Linked DNA regions of Mus musculus: regions 1 and 2 are each linked to region 3. The links are chromatin contacts, called in public Hi-C and HiChIP or PLAC-seq maps. All regions are on one chromosome and are shown on one strand. The core of a region is the stretch at or near the end of the contact, and the rest is flanking DNA. Distances in the headings are between cores, read along the strand shown. Region 1 holds the start of Phldb3 (pleckstrin homology like domain, family B, member 3). Region 2 holds the start of Plaur (plasminogen activator, urokinase receptor). Region 3 holds the start of Exosc5 (exosome component 5).

Region 1 (3,003 bases), core at 144-2,643, 1.0 Mb before region 3:
TTGGAAGGCACCACTTCCCAAAGATGTCCTATGAGCTCTTTACATGTTGGGTGCCACTTACATACCTGCACTATCTTTCACATACACAAGTAATAATAATTTTAAAAAAGTCATTTAGAATGCTTGTAGATCCTAGGTGTATTTGTTTCCTTCAGCCTCGGTCCCCACAACTGTACAATGGAGACGGTCGATCTCTTTTTTTCTATGGGCTGTGGTGTGGTATGACACTGAGGTGTGTCAAATGTTTTGCACAGCTCTTGATGTCTAACAGTCGGGTTTTGCATACCAGATATTTTCCTGTTTCTGCCCAGAGAGGAAAGGGTCTGGCTGTGACCTTTAACCTCTGTGCCCCACCCCATAGTAAACTGTGTGCGCGTGGGGCACACTCTGTCTCTGGGCAGATCGCTGACTCAGCCCGGGATACCCCCTCCCCTTGTCCGGCTCCCTAAACCGGTCAGGGCCCTTCCAAAGGGCTTATTAGAGGGGAGAGGCCCCCATCTTCATTCCTATCTTCCTTTGAGGATTTCCTAGGCTTCGGCCTTAGGGAGGCTGCTGTATGCAGGTGGCTAAGAAGCCCGGCCCTCCAGGGGCACCGGAGGCTGAGTGGGAGGTCTGGGCGCTGGGCTCTCTCTGGGTGGGGCTGGAGGGGCCGGGATGGCTGGGTGCCTGGGCTGCGGGCGGGGCAGGCTGCTGGCTCCCTCCTCCCAGGAGAGCTGTCGGACCTGTTGTCCCCCCCTCCACTTCCGGGCTGCTGGGGAGGGGGACGGGGCGGCCTCTCTCTCCTCCCTCCTTCCAGCCACCTGTTTAGCCGCAGGAGCGGCAGTGCCCAGTGCAGAGCCAGAAAGAAGGTTGACGACCTACGAGGACCTCCTCCCGGGAAGGAACGGAGGCGTTGGGGCCCCAGGCATATCCGGAGAGGTAGACATTGCCAGCCCCGAGTTCTGGATCTTGGGGTGAGGAGCCTCGGACGCTGATTCCTTACAGGTGGTTCGGGACCCAACTGTGGAGCTCCAAGGAGGAGAGCCGGGCTAGTCCCGAGAGGGTAGAGGAGATGGAATCTCTTGGAGGCAATCCGGGAAACTGGAGAGGGCTGCAGAAGGGGCTCAGGGATGACACATGGAGCAAAGGGAAGGCTCAGCGTGCGACGCCCCAGCACGGGGAGCGTTAGGACCCCGGACTCAAATTCTCTTCCCACCTCTAGGTGTGTGTGTCACCTTCGGAGCCGACAGCCTCTCCCCAGTCGCGAGCGGGTCCCCAGGAAATCTACGCCCGCGGAATGTTCAGAGCTGGTCTCTGAACCTTTAGGTTCCGCCCTCTGGGCAAGCTCAACGCGCTCTAGACCACGCCCACAAACATCAGACCACGCCTCTGAAACTGACCACGCCCACACCACAGGAATCCGAAGCGGCCATGGGGACACCCAGCACCCTAGAGGAGGGCTCCTCGTCTCCAAAGGTTTCGGAATGCGCCGTCGAGGTCCAGCCTCAAGGGGCTGTGCAGCCTCAGGGGCACCCCGAGGATCCCAAAGAGCACAAGGAGCCCGAAGTCCCAGCGGAGCTTCCAAGTTGCCCCGGAGCTGGGCGGCAGGCCGAGGAAGAGGAAGAAGTGGAAGAAGGTAGCAGCACCGAGAGCTGCCGCGAAGAGGTGAGGGATCATCCCCCCGGGGGGGCTGTCCAGACGGACAGACAGACACCCAAGACGACACAGAAGAACATAAAGAGAGAGACTAGACAGAGACCCAGAGTCAAGGAGAGTACCCATAGACAGGCAGAAACACCCTGTTAGACAAAGTTGGATTTGAAGCCAGAGAGACTCGGGTAGAAACATAGAAACTAGATACGACAGAGACACAGGGAGTGAGACATAGACCTAAAAGAGAGACACAGGGAAGACACACAGACCCAGAAGAGAAACAAAAAGAAATGCCAACATAGAAGAGTCTAAGTCAGAGAGAGGGACGGGGGTGGGGGTGGGGGGAAGAAGAGCGATCCAGGGACTCTGAGAAAGAGATCCCAAGAGGTTGAGACTCAGGGACAGATGAGCTCATCGTGTACAAAGACACTTGCTGTCAAATCTGACGACCTGGGTTCGATCCCCAGAACCCTCATTGATGTAAGGCAAGAATCTTCTGATTTCCACTAGCATTCAGGTACAAAAAAGAAAGAAGGAAAGGAAGGAAGGAAGGAAGAAAAAAAAAGAAAGAATAGAGGAAGAAATGGAGGAAGAAAAAAGAAAAGGAGAGAGAAGGGAGAAAGGAAAAAGGAAAAGAAGAAAAGGAAAGGAGGGAAGAAATGAGGAAGAAAGAAAAAAGAAAGGAAGGAAGGAAGGAAGGAAAGAAAAGGAAGCAAGCTCTGCTAGTTCAGCTTCAGAGCATAGTGGCTTTGTATGATGGGTTCAGAACCTGCCGGCTTCCCCGCTTCACGGTCTTCCATTCGGACCCGAAAGGAAGTAGTTGAACTTGGCAGCTCATGACCCCCAGAGGCACTACTGGGGTGGGACCAGACCTGTTTGGTGACTTGAGGGGGGCGAGACTTGTTCTCATCACACCCTCTCTAATTTCAGCCCGAGGCTACGCCTGCCGCGCAGATTCCAGCCACACCTTCCCCATGCCTCCCTTCTGGGGAAGAGCTGCGGGGGGCAGCGCGGCGGCTGCGAGGACAGCAGCTGGAGGCACTGACTCGCGTGGCTCTGATGGAGCAGCGGGTGAAGGAGTTACAGCGCCAGAAGAAGGAACTGAGGATCGAGGTGAGGATGGGGAGATCTTGGGAAATCAACCCGTGAGGGAACCTGCGAGCCAAGACACCGAGTCCATTCTAAACTTTAGGATCCTTTTTGATAAGCAGCAGGTGTTCAAGGCCCGAGGCCTTTTCCAGACTTCCCATCTCCCAGCCCCTTCCTCCACTGGCTGCTGCACCCAAATTCTCGCCTTGTTTTTTCGCAGATGGAGGTGGAGGTGGCCCTGCTCCGGGGTGAGCTGGCCGGGGAACGAGTGGCCGCTCGCCG
Region 2 (3,121 bases), core at 343-2,842, 1.2 Mb before region 3:
CTGTCTCAACCTTCCAGATGAGCTTGCAGCACAGAGAGGCTAAGAAAGACACCTGCTAATGATCAGTAAGTCACACAGCCCTCACAGTCTGGGGCCAGCCCCCTACTCTCTCAGTTAGGACCTCTTAGAGGAAAACTTTATTTGGGCATTTTTATTTTTATTTTTCACCTTTTACCTTATCTTGACATTAAATCAAGCCAAGCTGGGTGTGTGGCTCAGTGGTGGAGCCCCTGCCTAGCCTCCCCCAGTGAGGGGTTGGGGTGTGGCTCAGTGGTAGAGCCTCTGCCTAGCCTCCCCCAGTGAGGGGCTGGAGGCGTGGCTCAGTGGTAGAGCCCCTGCCTAGAATCCCCCAATGAGGGGCTGGGGGCATGGCTCAGTGGTAGAGCCCCTGCCTAGAATCCCCCAGTGAGGGGCTGGGGGCGTGGCTCAGTGGTAGAGCCCCTGCCTAGAATCCCCCAGGGAGGGGCTGGGGGCGTGGCACAGTGGTAGAGCCTCTGCCTAGCCTCCCCCAGTGAGGGGCTGGGGGCGTGGCTCAGTGGTAGACTCCTTGTCAATCCTGCAGGAGACCTTGGGTTCCGTGTTTCCCAGCTCAGGCTTCAGTGACTCGGTACTCACAGCAGTGACATCACTACTGTACGGGTGCTACTCATTGCTCTCTGCTCTCTCTGGTTCCCACTCATCAGCCACACTGAGCCGCTCTGAGTGATTCTTTGCCCTCAGGGCTTTTGCGATGACTCTTTCCTCTCCCTCAAAGGCTTTCTGTAGGAATCCACTAGACTTCTTGCACACCTTTCCTGGCTGCCCTCCGCATCACCCTCCCAAAGCAATTAAGCCATTTACCTCTCTCCCTACAGTTTGTTCCTCTTTCAACTTGTTTTTCCCCTGGTTTCCGACTGATGGGAGAGATTAGATAACTAATGTATCCTCCCCATCGTAATGGCAGAGGGTGGCGTCCTTGTGTTTCCTGCTGTGTTCCAGTTCCTGGAACAGTGCCCAGTACCCAGGAGGTCCTTGGTCAGGAGCTGAAGGAATTTTGCCCTCTAGTTTGGCAAGTTAGTGTTCCACATGATTTCCCTACATGGAATTGTACCGCCTCGGCCAAGGATGGTAGCGTGCCCATGATCCAGACTCGGGGGAGACTGAGGCAGGAGGTTCCTGAGTTCAAGGCTGGTCTTCATAGCAAGACTCTCTCTGGAGAAACTCAAATAAAACAAACTTTGAAAACATAAACTCTGATTGGTAAGAAATAGCCAAGGCTAGAGAGGATTCTAACCCTTGCTATTTGGTTGTCTTCCTTTCTCCATCATAGTCTCTCTCTCTCTCTCTCTCTCTCTCTCTCTCCCTCATCCCTCCTTCTCCCTCCCTCTCTCCCTCCGTTCCTCCCTCCCTCTTTCCCTCCCTCCTTTTTTGAGACTGCATCTTACTATGTATGGAAGGGGCAGAGTTTCTTGAACTATGGAAGAGGAAGGGCTGGGGGGGGGGGGCGGGGGCGGGGCGGGGGGAGGCGAGGCAACCCCTGGAGCTGACTCACTCTTTAGCAAACAGTGGGAGGAGCCCTAGGGTCACAAAACTGTCTTCTTCCCCTCGGTCAGTCTAGAGCAGAGGTGAAGGAAGAACCCATGGGACTCCCAAGGCGGCTGCTGCTGCTGCTGTTGCTGGCGACTACCTGTGTCCCAGGTAAGAGCTGCGTGGTGGCACCGGGCGTGAGCTAGAGGAGGATGGCCCAGCGCTCCACCCTTCTATCCAGCTATTCTCCGGGTGTGTTCTCAGGCTCCACGTGGCACAGTCAGACTCCCGCAGGCATTCATTTAGTAAACGCTGATCCCTGGTGCACAGTGCCTGGCACACTGGAGGACGCGGAGGAACAGAGAGGTTAAGAAGCTGGTCCAAAGCCTCACAGCTAGGGGTTGAATGATAACTGGACATGTGACCTCACAGCCACTCCCCACAGTGTTTTGGTCTGTGTGGGGATCCCACTTTGGGACAAGACAGGGGCTCAGGGGTCTACATCTCAAAGGTCCACAGAGTTCAGCGGGAGCCCAGGGCCTGTCCCTCGAATACACTTGTCTTTTACTATGTTATGTCCTCAGCCTTCTTCCTCCAGGAAATGCGGGGGAAATGGTGTTGAGAAAGTAGAGGGAAATGGGGAAGGAATTGAGTCAGGGTTTGGCACGGTGAATAACTCGGAAAGCCCTCTCTAGTCCGCGGGAGACCGGAGATGATTAATGGGGTGGGAAAAGATCTCTGGCGGGGCCTGGGTGGTCTGGGAGCTAGAGGGGGGAGGGGTGGGGGTGCAAAGGGGAGGGGCTCTTGTTGAAGAAAGGATATCTGGCACAAAGGGACCGGCTCTAAATTGCAGACCGGATCTCGGGGCTCAGACAGGACAGTTCTTACTGTGAAATCCAACCCCGGGAGGAGGGGACCCTGGAGTGGGGCTGCCACCTGGGGTCAAAACTGGCTGTGTGGTTCAGGACAGTTACTTAGCCTTTCTGTTCCTGGAACTTGTCTGGGAAATGGGGGCCAGACTAAGGCTAGGCTGGTGCAAAAGTTCTGATTAGAAACTGGGCAGTCGGGGGCTGGAGAGATGGCTCAGTGGTTAAGAGCACGGACTGCTTTTCCGAAGGTCCTTAGTTCAAATCCCAGCAACCACATGGTGGGTCACAACCATCTATAATGAGATCTGACGCCCTCTTCTGGTGCATCTGAAGACAGCTACAGTGTACTTACACATAATAATAAATAAATCTTTAAAAAAAAAACGAAAAAAAAAACTGGGCAGTCTGAGGCGGGGGGCTATAACATTGGCGAGACGTGGCCTAGGTGAAGACCTGCAGGAGGGACTTCGGTCCTGGGGTGGGACAAACGTTTGGGGGCTGAGGTGGGTCTTTGAAAGTGGTTCTCAACCTTCCGAATGCTATGATCCTTTAATACAACTCCTCACAGTTTGGTGACCTCCGACCATAAAATTATTTTTGTTGCTACTTCATAACTGTAATTTTGCAACTGTTAGAAATCTTCATGTAAATATCTGATGGGCAGAATATCGGATATATGACCCCTCCTGAGGGTGAGAACAGCTGGGCTGTGTGCTGTTAAGCCCCGGCAGGGCTAGTCTACCAAG
Region 3 (2,937 bases), core at 277-2,776:
GGCTGCTCTTCCAGAGGAATTGGGTTCAATTCCCAGGACCCATATGGCAGTCCAAAACTGTCTGTATGTACGCAACTCAAGTTCTACAGAATCCAACATCTTCATGCAGACCAAACAACAATGCACGTGAAATAAAAATAAGTAAACCATTTTTAAAAATCTTTTTTTTTTTTTTTTGAGATAGGGTCTCACGTAACTCAACCTGGCCTCAAATGCCTCCTCTCCTACTTCCCAAGCGCTGAAATTACAGACATGTGTCGCCATATCCAGATAAACAAACACACAGGGCTAGGAGCCAAACTCTGGACGTGGCGCGTGCTAGGCAAGCATTCTACACTGTGGTGGTACATTGCCAGACCGCAACAGATTTTGGAAGTGTTATCCTGCCCTTATCAACAATGGATCAAAAGGGAATTCCGAGTTTTCTCCAGTGTTTTCAAGAAAAGTGGGCAGCCAAGCACCGTAGCTTACATCTGTAATGCCAGTACTTGGGAGGCTGGGACAGGACTATCTCCAGTTCGATGCCTGTCTAAGCATCTGGGTGAGCTAAAGGCCATTCCGGACTCGTGGGTGAGATCCTGTCTCAAAAAAATAACGTGGGCAAAGGGTCCTGTTTGAACTTGTAGCTCTCTTTGTCTCCCTTCATAATCATCTTGTGTAAAGGACAGTCATGGCAAAGTCCCTTGCCTTGCCTTTTGATCAGGTGGCATAGGAATCAAACCAGTTTCTTGCTCAACTCCCTTTACAGTTGGAATTTAAGCAATGTAGGACCCTATGAAAACCTGATCTGTCCTTTCAACCCCCGTCTCGTCTCCTTCTATCGAGGCCCACAAGTAGCTGCCTTGCTTTTCCTCTAAAGGGATTCTTCCCTTGAATTTCTCTTCAAGAAGTTTCTCGGACCTTTTCTTTCTTTCCTTCACAGCCCGCGGTGTCTCACACAATGTAAGAATAACTTTTACGTCTCTATTTCTCCCTAAGAAAGACCCCGTGGGGCTCAGATACTCACAGATCTAGCCAAGCCCCGAACCCCAGATCGTCCCAACAGGAGAAGAGCAGCCTGGCGCAGGCCACGGCTCGGCCTCCAGATCTTGGCCGCAGACATCACTATCGCCATCTTGGCTAATAACCACTCCTCCTTTCTCACAGGATAGACATACGGCTGTCCCACCAGATGCCTTATTCAAATAGCAGCACCGCTAGGCCAACACGCTATCTGCTTCTAACCACCTTGCGACAAAGACGCATAAATGAGTAAGGTGGCAATTTTTAGTCTCTAAAATTGCTCCGGTCGTCTGCTTCTAGTTGCTCCTAATTCAGGCAACTAAAAGGACAACTTAACTTGAACCTTCAGGGTTCAGGACCCGGAGCCCTGAGCAAAATGGGCCCTCTCCAAGTCCCTCCCCCTGTTCCCTGTTGTCCAATGGCTATGCCAGAATTGGGAGGTGGAGGTGGGCGGGACCAGATTGTTAGTAAACGCTGAGCCACGTGCTAGGGCCAACTCGGGCGTGCCCTAGACGGGCGCATGCGCAATAGGTACGCGGCCGGTAGAACTGCGCGCGCCGCTAAGCGGAAGCTACGGTGGGAGCCGCAGCGCGCGTGGTCAGCGGCTATGGAGGGCGCAAAGCGTGCAGACGCCAATTTACTCACTGACACCGGAACAGAGTCCAGCCCCCGAAGTCCAGTCTGCAGTCTCCGGCACTTTGCTTGTGAGCAAAACCTGCTGTCCCGGCCGGATGGATCTGCTTCTTTTCTTCAAGGTACGAGCCTCACCAAGTTTAACTCAGCGCGCGCCATCCTCACCGAAGAAGGGTTTTTGAAGAGCGGTTACTGTGTAGTATGTAACCAAGTACGCCCGCCTCCTTGAACTTATTTCTAGATGTTGAGTATACCCACCTCCCGTCTCGAGAAGAAATGAGTTGGCCAGCCTGGTAAATCCCTCTCAGAGGAGATCGAGAGCAAGACCACTCTCATAAGAGTGACTATCCCAGAATAGGTATTTCACCAAGGCAGATATTACCCTTCTCTAGATTTCTTTCTTTCTTTTATCTTTCTTTCAAGACTTATTTTATTTATATAAGAGCACTGTAGCTGTCTTCAGACACACCAGAAGAGGGCATCAGATCCCGTTACAGATGGCTGTGAGCCACCATGTGGTTGCTGGGAATTCAACTCAGGACCTTTGGAAGAGCAGTCAGTGCTCATAACCACTGAGCCATCTCTCCAGCTCCCCTTGACTAGATTTCTTGGGTTTTTGTTGTTGTTGTTGTTGTTGTTGTTTTCACTTTGTTGTTGAACTCACTTTGTAGACCAGGCTGGCCTTGAACTCAGAAATCCGCCTGCTTCTGCCTCCCGAGTGCTGGGATTAAAGGCGTGCGCCACCACGCCTGGCTTTGACTAGATTTCTTAAAAAACACTTCTAGATCCATACATCACCGGTTGAGGCTAAGGTGTTTATTTGCATAAATACCCTTTGAGACAGACACATCACCACCACTGGTTTAAATATAATTACTGTGGCAGATGATACATCTAAGTAAGTGCTCTTCAAATTAAATGTGATCTTCCCATCCTGGGCTGAGAAGCATCTCCCCTTCCCCGGTCCCATCATTTAAGAAAACGTGCCTTTCCTTGGTATACACATTTCATCAGACTAAATGAATAGGGAGAAAAGAGAAGTCTTGTGGCTGAGACCCACACAACCCTATATCCCAGTCGGGCCAGCCAACTTTGAGAGGTCATGAGAGGGTGAGAAACTACCAGAGTAGACAGATGAGAGGGCAGAGACAGAGTTGACAATGGTGAGTTTGTTTGAGATGTTAAAGGCTGATCACCTTATGGCTAATAAGCTAGAGGTCATTGCTTATAGTGGTGGGTCAGAAAGAGCGAGAAAAAAAACAGTTGAGACAAGTCTCCAGGCATTTTCCTGCGAAGGAATCA

What was found. A called contact is a pair of places that touch in the nucleus more often than the background predicts. HiChIP or PLAC-seq counts read pairs in DNA pulled down with a chosen protein or histone mark.
Region 1: a contact with region 3 is called in a Hi-C map of B cells, with 12 read pairs. The contact joins the promoter of Phldb3 here to the promoter of Exosc5 in region 3. A contact is called at or near these places in 3 of 39 promoter capture datasets (cranial neural crest, frontonasal cranial neural crest and hippocampal neurons), 1 of 484 Hi-C or Micro-C datasets (B cells) and 1 of 9 other capture datasets (macrophages).
Region 2: a contact with region 3 is called in an HNF4G HiChIP or PLAC-seq map of pancreatic cancer cells. The contact joins the promoter of Plaur here to the promoter of Exosc5 in region 3. A contact is called at or near these places in 2 of 39 promoter capture datasets (cranial neural crest and pre-B cells) and 2 of 115 datasets of contacts at active chromatin or transcription factors (bone marrow-derived macrophages and pancreatic cancer cells).

Annotation. Positions count from the first base shown.
Region 1 is chr7:24,609,935-24,612,937 of GRCm38.p6, forward strand. It overlaps Phldb3 (pleckstrin homology like domain, family B, member 3), which reads left to right and starts at 1,394. Exons shown (of 15, transcript NM_001102613.1): 1 at 1,394-1,644; 2 at 2,563-2,745; 3 at 2,942-3,003. The coding sequence starts at 1,411.
Region 2 is chr7:24,460,891-24,464,011 of GRCm38.p6, forward strand. Plaur (plasminogen activator, urokinase receptor) reads left to right here and starts at 1,593. Exons shown (of 7, transcript NM_011113.4): 1 at 1,593-1,677. The coding sequence starts at 1,620.
Region 3 is chr7:25,657,627-25,660,563 of GRCm38.p6, forward strand. Exosc5 (exosome component 5) reads left to right here and starts at 1,527. Exons shown (of 6, transcript NM_138586.3): 1 at 1,527-1,757. The coding sequence starts at 1,610. Bckdha (branched chain ketoacid dehydrogenase E1, alpha polypeptide) reads right to left here and starts at 1,135. Exons shown (of 9, transcript NM_007533.5): 1 at 1,007-1,135. The coding sequence starts at 1,114.